Regions from separate parts of the Zea mays genome. Here all the other regions are linked to region 1. A link is a contact called in public Hi-C data. All regions are on one chromosome and are shown on one strand. Each heading gives the region's core, a stretch centred on a gene start, on an enhancer-like site or on the middle of the called end of the contact. The rest is flanking DNA. Distances are from core to core; before and after follow the strand shown. Region 1 holds the start of LOC100502339 (putative O-Glycosyl hydrolase superfamily protein). Region 2 holds the start of LOC107275229 (FAD/NAD(P)-binding oxidoreductase family protein). Region 3 holds the start of LOC100502378.

Region 1 (3,133 bases), core at 326-2,825:
GTTTCAATGGATTTCATTGAGGGACTTCCGGTTTCTGCAGGCTATAACTGCATTTTCGTCGTGGTTGACAAATTCTCCAAATTTAGCCATTTCATTCCCCTGAAACATCCGTATACTGCCCACACAGTGGCCAAAGTGTTTATGCAGCAGGTCTATCGTTTACATGGCATGCCTTCAGTCATTATTTCAGATCGTGATAAGATCTTTACCAGTAACTTGTGGAGGTCCTTGTTTACCATGGCTGGTGTGTCTCTACAGATGAGCTCAGCCTACCACCCCCAGTCTGATGGCCAGACTGAGAGGGTGAACCAGTGCCTGGAAACCTTCCTTCGATGCTTTGTGCATGCGTGCCCCACAAAATGGATGGATTGGATTTATCTGGCAGAGTTTTGGTATAACTCAAGCTGGCATTCGGCATTGGGTCACACTCCATTTCAGGTTCTCTATGGTTATTCCCCTCGCCATTTTGGATTGGATTCTCTGGACACTTGTTCTACTCCCTCACTGGCTGATTGGTTAGAGGACAAAGTGGTGATGCAGAAACTCATTCAGCAGCATTTGGTTAGGGCGCAACAGCGCATGAAGTTTCATGCTGACAAAAAACGTTCGGATCGGGTCTTCGCTGTGGGGGATTTGGTTTATATCAAGTTACAGCCATATGTTCAATCTTCGTTGGCCCCCCGATCTAATCAGAAACTAGCGTTCAAATATTTTGGTCCATTTCCGATCCTGTCTCGCGTCGGTTCTGTCGCATATAAGCTCCAGTTACCGCCTTCATCTTCTATTCATCCAGTGCTTCATGTATCCCAACTCAAGCGAGCGCTGGCACCGTCTGAAACTACTGCTGAATTGCCTGATCGTTTTGATGAGTTGCAGGTGCCGGTTAAGATTCTCAGGCGTCGCCTCGGCGCTGAGGGCTCTTATCAAGTGTTGGTGCAATGGTCCGGCCTGTCCCCGTCATTGGCCACATGGGAGGATGTTACACATCTCCAGCAGCGGTTTCCTCAAGCCCCTGCTTGGGGACAAGCAGGATTTCTACATGGGGGGAATGTCAGTAAAGAGATGGTGGAAGATGGGCCAAGACATGAAACAACACATGGGCCAAGGCACAGTAAAAGGGCTCGAGCTGAGAATGTTCGCCTGAAGGGTCCAGAGTGGGTGTCGTAGGCTGTAGCTGCATAGCTTGGGTATGTAACGCTGTGAGAATGAGAGAGAGGACATGAACATTGTAATAACTGAATTCTTCTGTCTCAAGTAACACCGCCGCCTGGCTGCCGCTGCTGCCGGGCTCCTCCTCGTATCCAGTTTCTAGCCTGTTCTTCTACTTCTCTACCCCTACCCAGCTATTCTGTTAACAGATTCCTATTCGCTTATATCAAGCAATCCCAATAATCACACGAACTACGCACAGTGAGACAACGTTGCGTTTTTTTTTTCAAATAAAGCGACGCGCATTGGCCTGATGTCCACTCTGAAGCACTAATTAATTAGGTAGCCTAATTGCCCAGCACCACGAAACGCATATCTCCATGGACCGGCAACATCACCCCGCACGCATAGATCCATTGAAATGCTCTCGGCCGAAAGGGCAAGAGAAGCATCCCCTTGACAAGCATGCGCTGCGATTCCTCTTGATGATGGCTACTAGTCTACTACTATAGCAGGCTTAGCTAGCAGCTGTACAGTGCACCACACGCAACACCTGTGAGCAGACACGCGGCGAGCTCCGATTCGCGGCGGCTGCCTATTTGAGGCGGGCAACAGGAGCGCGCTCATTGAATAAACTCCCGCTACTACGTCGCTCTCGCACCCGCCTTCGTCAACATCAACGCCGGCCGCAGCTATAATAGGCTATAGCATGGCGGCAGCGACGCTAGCACTACTACTAGTGACGCTGGCGGCGCTGCACGGCGCGGCGCCAGTACTGGCCGTGGCCGGGGACCCGCCGTTCTCGTGCGGCCCGTCGTCCGCGGAGGCGTCGGAGGGCCTCGCGTTCTGCGACGTGACGCTGGCCCCGGCGCAGCGCGCGGCGGACCTGGTGTCCCGGCTGACGGCCGCGGAGAAGATCGCGCAGCTGGGCGACCAGGCGCCGGGGGTCCCGCGGCTTGGCGTCCCCGGGTACAAGTGGTGGAACGAGGCGCTGCATGGTCTGGCCACCTCGGGCAAGGGGCTCCACTTCGACGCCGCCGTCCGCGCCGCCACCAGCTTCCCGCAGGTGTTGCTCACGGCCGCCGCCTTCGACGACGACCTCTGGCTCCGCATCGGTCAGGTACGGTACCTTACCTAGTAACGCGACGGGTGAGCATTGTTTTTCGATTTCCTTTGCCTGGAACAGCGTACCGGCGTACCGCTAACCGACAGGCATGGGCATGTACGCACGCTGGCACATGAGCGATCATGTTTCGCAAGCGCGGCCCGGGCCGGCGGGCGTGCCTGCCACACTGATCGTTACGCGATGTGGATTGGTTTGGCTGGCACACGGGCGGTTGGTTGGGAGCGCCGGCCGGCCCATGCTTCCACAATCGATGCCATGCATGCATGCACGCGCTGCCGCCGCTCTCTTGCAGCCTTTTCGCTGGTATCATCCGTGATTTGCTTGGGAACTGTCCGAAGGGACAACCAAGCTAGGGTGCGCTTAAAAATTATACTCCCTCCGTATTAAAAAAATAGTCATCTTAGCTTTTGTTTTTATATCTATATTCAAATGATTAATGATTAATCTATAAAACATATATATCAAGTTTTTGATGAATTCACTATTTGCCTAAAACGAATTTTATTTTTGGTACAAAGAGAGCGTATATAATTGCACAACATCGGTGCTGAGCTTCAGAAGCGTAGGTAAGCCACAATAGTGTAGATAATAAATCCTCTATGTAGCAACATCCATGTTATCTATATACTATAGTATATATCTATAATATATATCTATAGTATATATCTATAGTAATCCACTATACTATACTAAATCTTTGTAATAATGTATCTATAGTATATATCTATAACATTCATCGGTTTGTACGTATATGCTTACTCCAAGTTTATAGATAGCAGCACTCTTATTTTTCACTTAATTTGTTGCCACATGGAATAGATATTGACATGGATTCTTCGGCGGCTACCCTTAGCTTCG
Region 2 (3,133 bases), core at 231-2,730, 380 kb before region 1:
GCTTGCTCATCATTCACAGGTAATCTTTCGACGTATTTCCTTAAATAATACTTTCCGTGGCCTTACCTTTTCACCCAAAGGCTGGTGCACATGAAGGATTCACAAGCTGCAGATTTGTTGGGATTAATCCTGTGGCGTAAGAGGAACCGGCAATTCCTTAGTGCCCATTTCAAGAGCATCTACCTTTACAGCCAGCATTTCTCATCTCACTCAGCAGCCCACATATTCCGTTGGAGCTTGCGCCTCAAGTTTGGCACATTTCTTTGCCGCGCTGGGCCTCCAGGTCCAGGGCCCAGGCTCTCTATATTACGTAAACAAACCCAGAGTTCCGCGGGAATCTCACCTGTGAAAGCGAGCACACGCAACGCAGCTACGCAAGCAAGCCTGTTCTCTGTCGATTGAGGCCGCTACACGGCGGCAATGGAGGGAAGAAGGGCGGCCGTGTCGTTGGTGGCAGCAGTGTCGCTGCTGCTGGCGTGCTCGCGATCCCCATTCCCGGTCGTCGCCGCTGATGAGGGCGAGCCGGCGGTGGGGGCCCCGGACACGAACCAGCTGTGCGTGAGCAAGTGCGGGACGTGCCCGACGATCTGCACGGCGTCGCCGCCGACGATCCTGCCGATGACAGCGCCGCCGCCGCCGGCCCTTGCGCTGCTGCCGCTGTCCGCGCCCCCGCCGCCGTACCTGCAACTGGTGCTGCCGCCGCCGCCAACGGGGGACGTGTACGACCTGCTGCCTCCGGTGACGCCTCTCACGAGCCCGCCGGAGTCCCCGTGCACGACCCCGCCTTCGTCCTCATCGTCGTCGACGGAGCCTCCGCCGTCGCCACCCTCCTCCTCCTCGCCGCCGTCGCCGCCGCCGCCGAAGAGCGGCGGCGACGGTGGCAGTGGCTCGTCCTCGCACTTCTCGTCCCCGCCGTCGTCGTCAAACCCGTACTACTACCTGTACCTCTCCGGCGGCGCCAGGGCCCGCGGCGGCGCGTCCAGCAGCGCTTGCGCGGCGCTCGTCCTCGCCGCGTTCCTGCCCGCCGTCGCCCTCTTCAAGTGACGCGCGCTCTGTTGGTTACTAGTTACGACTGCCATCCATCAGTCGGCTGTCCAGACCGGCCGGCGTAAAGACTAGGACATGCATTACGTACTCTCTTCGTTTTGGCATCCGATTCGATGATGATCTGTCGACCTTTCCGATGCCAGATGATTGTCCATGCAGACAGTACGTAGTTGTGTTTACATTTTGTCCATTGTACCTTAATGATTTTGTAAAGTGGATTCTGATGATGGTTTATTGTGTTCGTTCTGCCTTTGGCTTCGACGTTGCTCAGTGTGCCTGTGAGGAAGCTGTTGCAACTTACAATCTTCTTCTTTTCCTTGTTTGTCTCACACCTGCGGTGAATTGACACCTATTTTTGGCAAGCAGCTCGATTTAGCATTTTCTGGCCGATTAGCACATTGACATGTGGGCCCTTCTCCTAACAAATGAGCACCAGAAGGGGAACCCCCTAGCTCCCCTCCGAAACGAAGCAAACTCACGAGCTCCCGCCAAATTAATCTCCTCCATCCATAAATACGAATTTCGACGCAGAAGACGACGGAGCGTCGATCCATCTCGATCGATCGAGTTGTTCGTCCGTCGCATGCAACTTGCAGCAGGCGCCTTCTTCTTCGGCGCGACGAACTAGCTAGCTAGGACCCCATCCGGCGGTGCACCATGCTGCGGTCCACCGGCGACCGCGTCGTCGTCGTGGGCGGCGGCATCGCCGGCGCCCTCCTCGCCAAGACGCTCCAGAACCACGCCGACGTCGTCCTCATCGACCCGTGAGCTTCCGCCGCGCGCGCCGTTTGGAGCTGCCCTCCTGCACATTTCATATTTCCCTCCCAGCTAGCGTAGCGCGCGTGGATCGGATCGGATGATCCATGCATGCTAGCTTCCCCTTGATATGTATGCATGCATGCATGGCCGGCGACGTGCGACCCATGGATTATTGGATCCTTCCGTGCATGCAGGAAGGAGTACTTCGAGATCCCGTGGGCCAACCTGCGCGCCAAGGTGGACCCGGCGGCGGTGGAGCGCACGGTGATCGCGCACTCCGACTACCTGACGCACGCCAAGGTGGTCACCGCCTCCGCCGTCGGCCTGGACGACTCCGTGGTGCTCACCTCCATCGGCCGCGCCGTGGCGTACGACTTCCTCGTGGTCGCGACGGGGCGCACGTGCAACCGGCCGCAGAAGCGGTCGGACCGGCTGGAGATGTTCCAGCGCGACAAGGACCGGATCGACGCGGCGGAGTCGGTGCTGATCGTCGGCGGCGGGCCCATCGGCGTGGAGCTGGCGGCGGAGATCGTGATGAAGAGCCCCGAGAAGCGCGTCACCATCGTCCACGGCGCGCCGCGGCTGCTCAAGGTCATGGGCGCCCGGGCGTCGGCCAAGGCGCTCGAGTGGCTGCGGTCCAAGAACGTCACCGTGCTGCTGGACCAGACGGTGGACCTGGCGTCGGCCACCCCGGACACCCGGACGTTCACCACGTCGGCGGGGGAGACGCTGGAGGCCGACTGCCACTTCGTGTGCACGGGCCGGCCCGTGGCGTCCGGCTGGCTCGGCGGGACGATCCTCGGGGAGCACGTGGACGAGGAGGGCCACCTCCGGGTGGACGACCACCTGCGCGTCGGCGGGCTGCGGAACGTGTTCGCCGTCGGCGACATCACGGACGTGCCGGAGGCCAAGCAGGGCAACCTGGCGCAGCGGCAGGCGATGGTGGTGTCCCGGAACCTCCGCCTGCTGGTCAAGGGTGCCCCCCGGGAGGAGAAGCTGCACCGGTACAAGCCGTCCCCGAGGACGTCCATGACCGTGACGCTCGGCCAGCGCGACGCGCTGGCGGAGCTGCCGTTCATGACGCTCATCGGGCACATCCCCGGTGCCGTCAAGCCACGGGACCTCTTCATCACGAGGACGCGCAGGATGATGGGGATCAAGAGCAAACCCTACGGCACGATGCCGCACGTCATGTGAGGGAGATCCCATCTATCGACGATGACGTCCCCGGCCCCGGTCCGGCGATCCTTCAATTCCGATGACCAAACGGAGACTAGCTAGCTAGGCTGAGGCTCTGTCTCTGGATTTTGCCACGTTCTAGTTCTAG
Region 3 (3,133 bases), core at 254-2,753, 300 kb before region 1:
GCAACGTACAATGGCAAGTTGATCTAATGCACTGAACAGGCACACATCAATTCAATTAAAAAATGGATAGGTTAATATCCAAGAGGCATGGGGGAAACTCGCATAGATTATAGGAAAACAATTAGAACACAGGCATTGAAGGAATATAGCTAACCTAGTAATATATGTACTAGATGAAAACAAGATCAGATTTGAACAAAAAGATTACACAGCTTTCAAATAATTCATCCCAGTAAGATAAAAGAAAGAATAAAGTTGGCAATCTATCTTCCTATTCGACTAGTGCAATATTGGCATGAATATTGTCATTCATAATTAGGATATCGAACTAGAGAATTGGCATAGATATCCTTCAAGAGGTGCAAAGCATAGCTGGGAAGTGAGGACAAATCACCTGATATGTAGACTACAAAGAGCTTCTTCTCCCTTCTTGATTGATTAATTGCATCAGGAATAGATCCTTTGTACATCAAGGAATTAATTGTTCTTTCCATCTGTACTTACAAAAAGGGTGTCATACAAAAGATGATTACATTGAATCGCACACATATGCTTACAGACTACCGTTCAAAAGAGGAAGCAAAGTAGTAAACTATATGCATTATAACCAAAAACAACAAAGGGGATCTTCAGTTGGTTATTGATGAACAACATGCTCCCACCTTTCCATTTACCATCACCATAGAATTGAAAACACGATGGAAACATTGCCATAATATTGTATCATAAATCATTCATGGATAAGGCTGAGGTTGACCAATAATATGACATCAAAATCCTCACAAGGAGCTAAAGCATAATTTTCTGTAAACCAAAGCTCCCACACTGTAGCGAATTCAAGTTACTTAGGTAGGAAGTATATTTTCAACATTAGAAAATCCAGAACCATGTCACCAAAAGGCCCACGCCAGTCATCAGGGTGACAATCCTTGACATCAGTTCTTGTTACCAACTTCAATTTCAAGTTTACCGAATCCTTTGTTGACATGACTAGAGAAATGACAAAAAGTAACAAAAGCAAGGGATGTGTAGAGAAGAAAACAGCAAAATCACCAGCGTTTTCTAAATTCTACTAATTAACAATCAAGCACTCCAGTGCAAAGTAAGCTTAGCACCAAGTTATTGCAAAACATCAACCGAGTCACCACCATTGAAATATCCAACTAAAGATGTTACTGAGTACGTTGCGTACACCCTGAGGGGTGGGGGCATTAAAGGGCGTATATTGGTTTATTGTAGCTAGATCAGATCGGAATAAATGTAGCCAAATAGCTTATGTTAGGGTTCGGGTGCCTGCAGAAACGGAAGGGAAACGGTGCGATACCCTTGTCGGTGATCGTCGCCGGCGAAGGACGCGATGAAGGCCTGAGAAGGTACGGACGAACGCCTGGGCACCCGGAGTAGAGCGGCGGCGGCGGTCGCCCAGTTGCCGCACTAGAGGGAGAACACGCTGGGCGAACGGCAGATGGAAAGGCCGAACCACTAGTGAGGGTGTTTCGTTCTGGTGCATCATGGTCCATTCTTCAAATTTGGTGGGATGACTTCATTCCACATATTAGTATTAAACAACTAACTATAAGAAATGAGGTGCTGATGGATTAACTCACTCTATTCCACAGACCAAACAAAAAAATGAGGAGTGAGAAAATGATGGACTATATCATTCCTTAAACCAAACACTCCATAGATGTGGCAACAGGTAGGAATGGCAATGTGCAGGGGTGAAGTTCGAGTATATTTGTCCAGGTGGAATACAAATGGTAGTGATTTGTATATATCCAAGTTCGAACTATTCAACAACTGTATCGGTCTATAGAGTATTCAGATCATATTGTGTAATATCGATGTGTGTAATATCCATTTTGCCATAAAACTGGTACAAAAGAACCATTAAACTATATATAACTTAACATAAACTAGTGTTGACGTTATAGCGGGCAAGGGATCTACTGATTGCGCGTTAAAGAAGCGCACGAATCGTGGTAGTTGTCGTGTATCTCACTTTGTACGAGGTTGTCGTAAAACACATCAAAAAGTGTCATAAGTTGCGTAAAACACACCGTGTTTTTAGTGCAAGCGTAAAACACAATAAGAAGTGTCATAAAATTTTGTTTGAAATACATAAATCACGATGTTCATATAATGCACTTGTTTTATGCACAATATGCCAAATTATAAGATACAACCATATTTTTGTCAGTATTGATGCAATCATACACGATCACGGTCATACAGATTCTTACAACTTTCTACTATGGATGGCCACTACATGGAAAGCAGATGCCACGATATAGGCATACATGTTCCCTATAGACACGGTACAATAAATATTAGAAACCTACTTACATTATGAATAAAATAACATAGAACTTGGGATCCATAAACAAACCAAAAGATTTAGACGATATGGGTCTTGTTGTGTCTACAGGACTCAAGAGCAAATTGTAGACCCTCATAAAGTGCACACATTGCGCAAGTACATGGACACTCACTGAGCTAGTCTTCTCCAACAAGGCTATCCTAGCGTCTCTTTCTGCTAGCTCAGTCTGCAAGCTAGGACAAACAATACACACACCTAACAAGCTAGACCTAGATGTCAACTCGTCGCGTTGATCTAGCAAGGTGGCGTGCTTGGTCTGCAAAGTTGTGATGTTCGACATGTGTAGAGCGCACTCATCGCATTCTATCTTGTCAGACACCACAACTAAAGCTCTAGCAGACTCAATCTCTCTAAGTGTGCTCTCATACTTGAATTTAAAATCTTTACTCTCACGAGCAACAATACTAAGCAACTTATCCTAACTAGCCAATGCAGCCGTGAGCTCTTCTACCTCAGCGGCGAGATCATCGGCAGAATGAGATACCTCAAAAGCAGTGCCATCGTCGATGTCCTGGCCATCGCATCATGACCAAGCGCCATGTTGCAAAGACCGCTTACGGTGGCAGTGAGGAAGCAGAGTCCGTTCAGCTTGTCCTCGACTCACTTGTTGGTCTCCTCATCGCTCGAGAAAGACGTTGCATCGTCGGAGTCTTGGTTGAGGTCACTGAAAGGGGCAAGGAAGGCATGCTCCTTGATATTGGCCTTCTAGTGGTACTTCTTCTTGAGCGCTTCCTTGTTGAATCCTCCCTTGGA

What was found. A called contact is a pair of places that touch in the nucleus more often than the background predicts.
Region 2: a Hi-C map of tassel shows a contact between it and region 1, with 4 times the contacts expected there. The contact joins the promoter of LOC107275229 here to the promoter of LOC100502339 in region 1. A contact is called at or near these places in 2 of 25 Hi-C or Micro-C datasets (root tip and tassel).
Region 3: a contact with region 1 is called in a Hi-C map of tassel, with 2.2 times the contacts expected there. The contact joins the promoter of LOC100502378 here to the promoter of LOC100502339 in region 1. A contact is called at or near these places in 4 of 25 Hi-C or Micro-C datasets (ear, leaf and tassel).

What each region holds. Positions count from the first base shown.
Region 1 is chr4:202,959,648-202,962,780 of Zm-B73-REFERENCE-NAM-5.0, forward strand. It overlaps LOC100502339 (putative O-Glycosyl hydrolase superfamily protein), which reads left to right and starts at 1,576. Exons shown (of 3, transcript NM_001320706.1): 1 at 1,576-2,269. The coding sequence starts at 1,859.
Region 2 is chr4:202,580,228-202,583,360 of Zm-B73-REFERENCE-NAM-5.0, forward strand. LOC107275229 (FAD/NAD(P)-binding oxidoreductase family protein) reads left to right here and starts at 1,481. Exons shown (of 2, transcript NM_001320476.1): 1 at 1,481-1,811; 2 at 2,001-3,072. The coding sequence starts at 1,705. The coding sequence ends at 3,003. LOC100285473 reads left to right here and starts at 342. Exons shown (of 1, transcript NM_001158366.2): 1 at 342-1,287. The coding sequence starts at 421. The coding sequence ends at 1,044.
Region 3 is chr4:202,657,608-202,660,740 of Zm-B73-REFERENCE-NAM-5.0, forward strand. It overlaps LOC100502378, which reads right to left and starts at 1,504. Exons shown (of 10, transcript NM_001323921.1): 1 at 1,325-1,504; 2 at 395-494. The coding sequence starts at 494.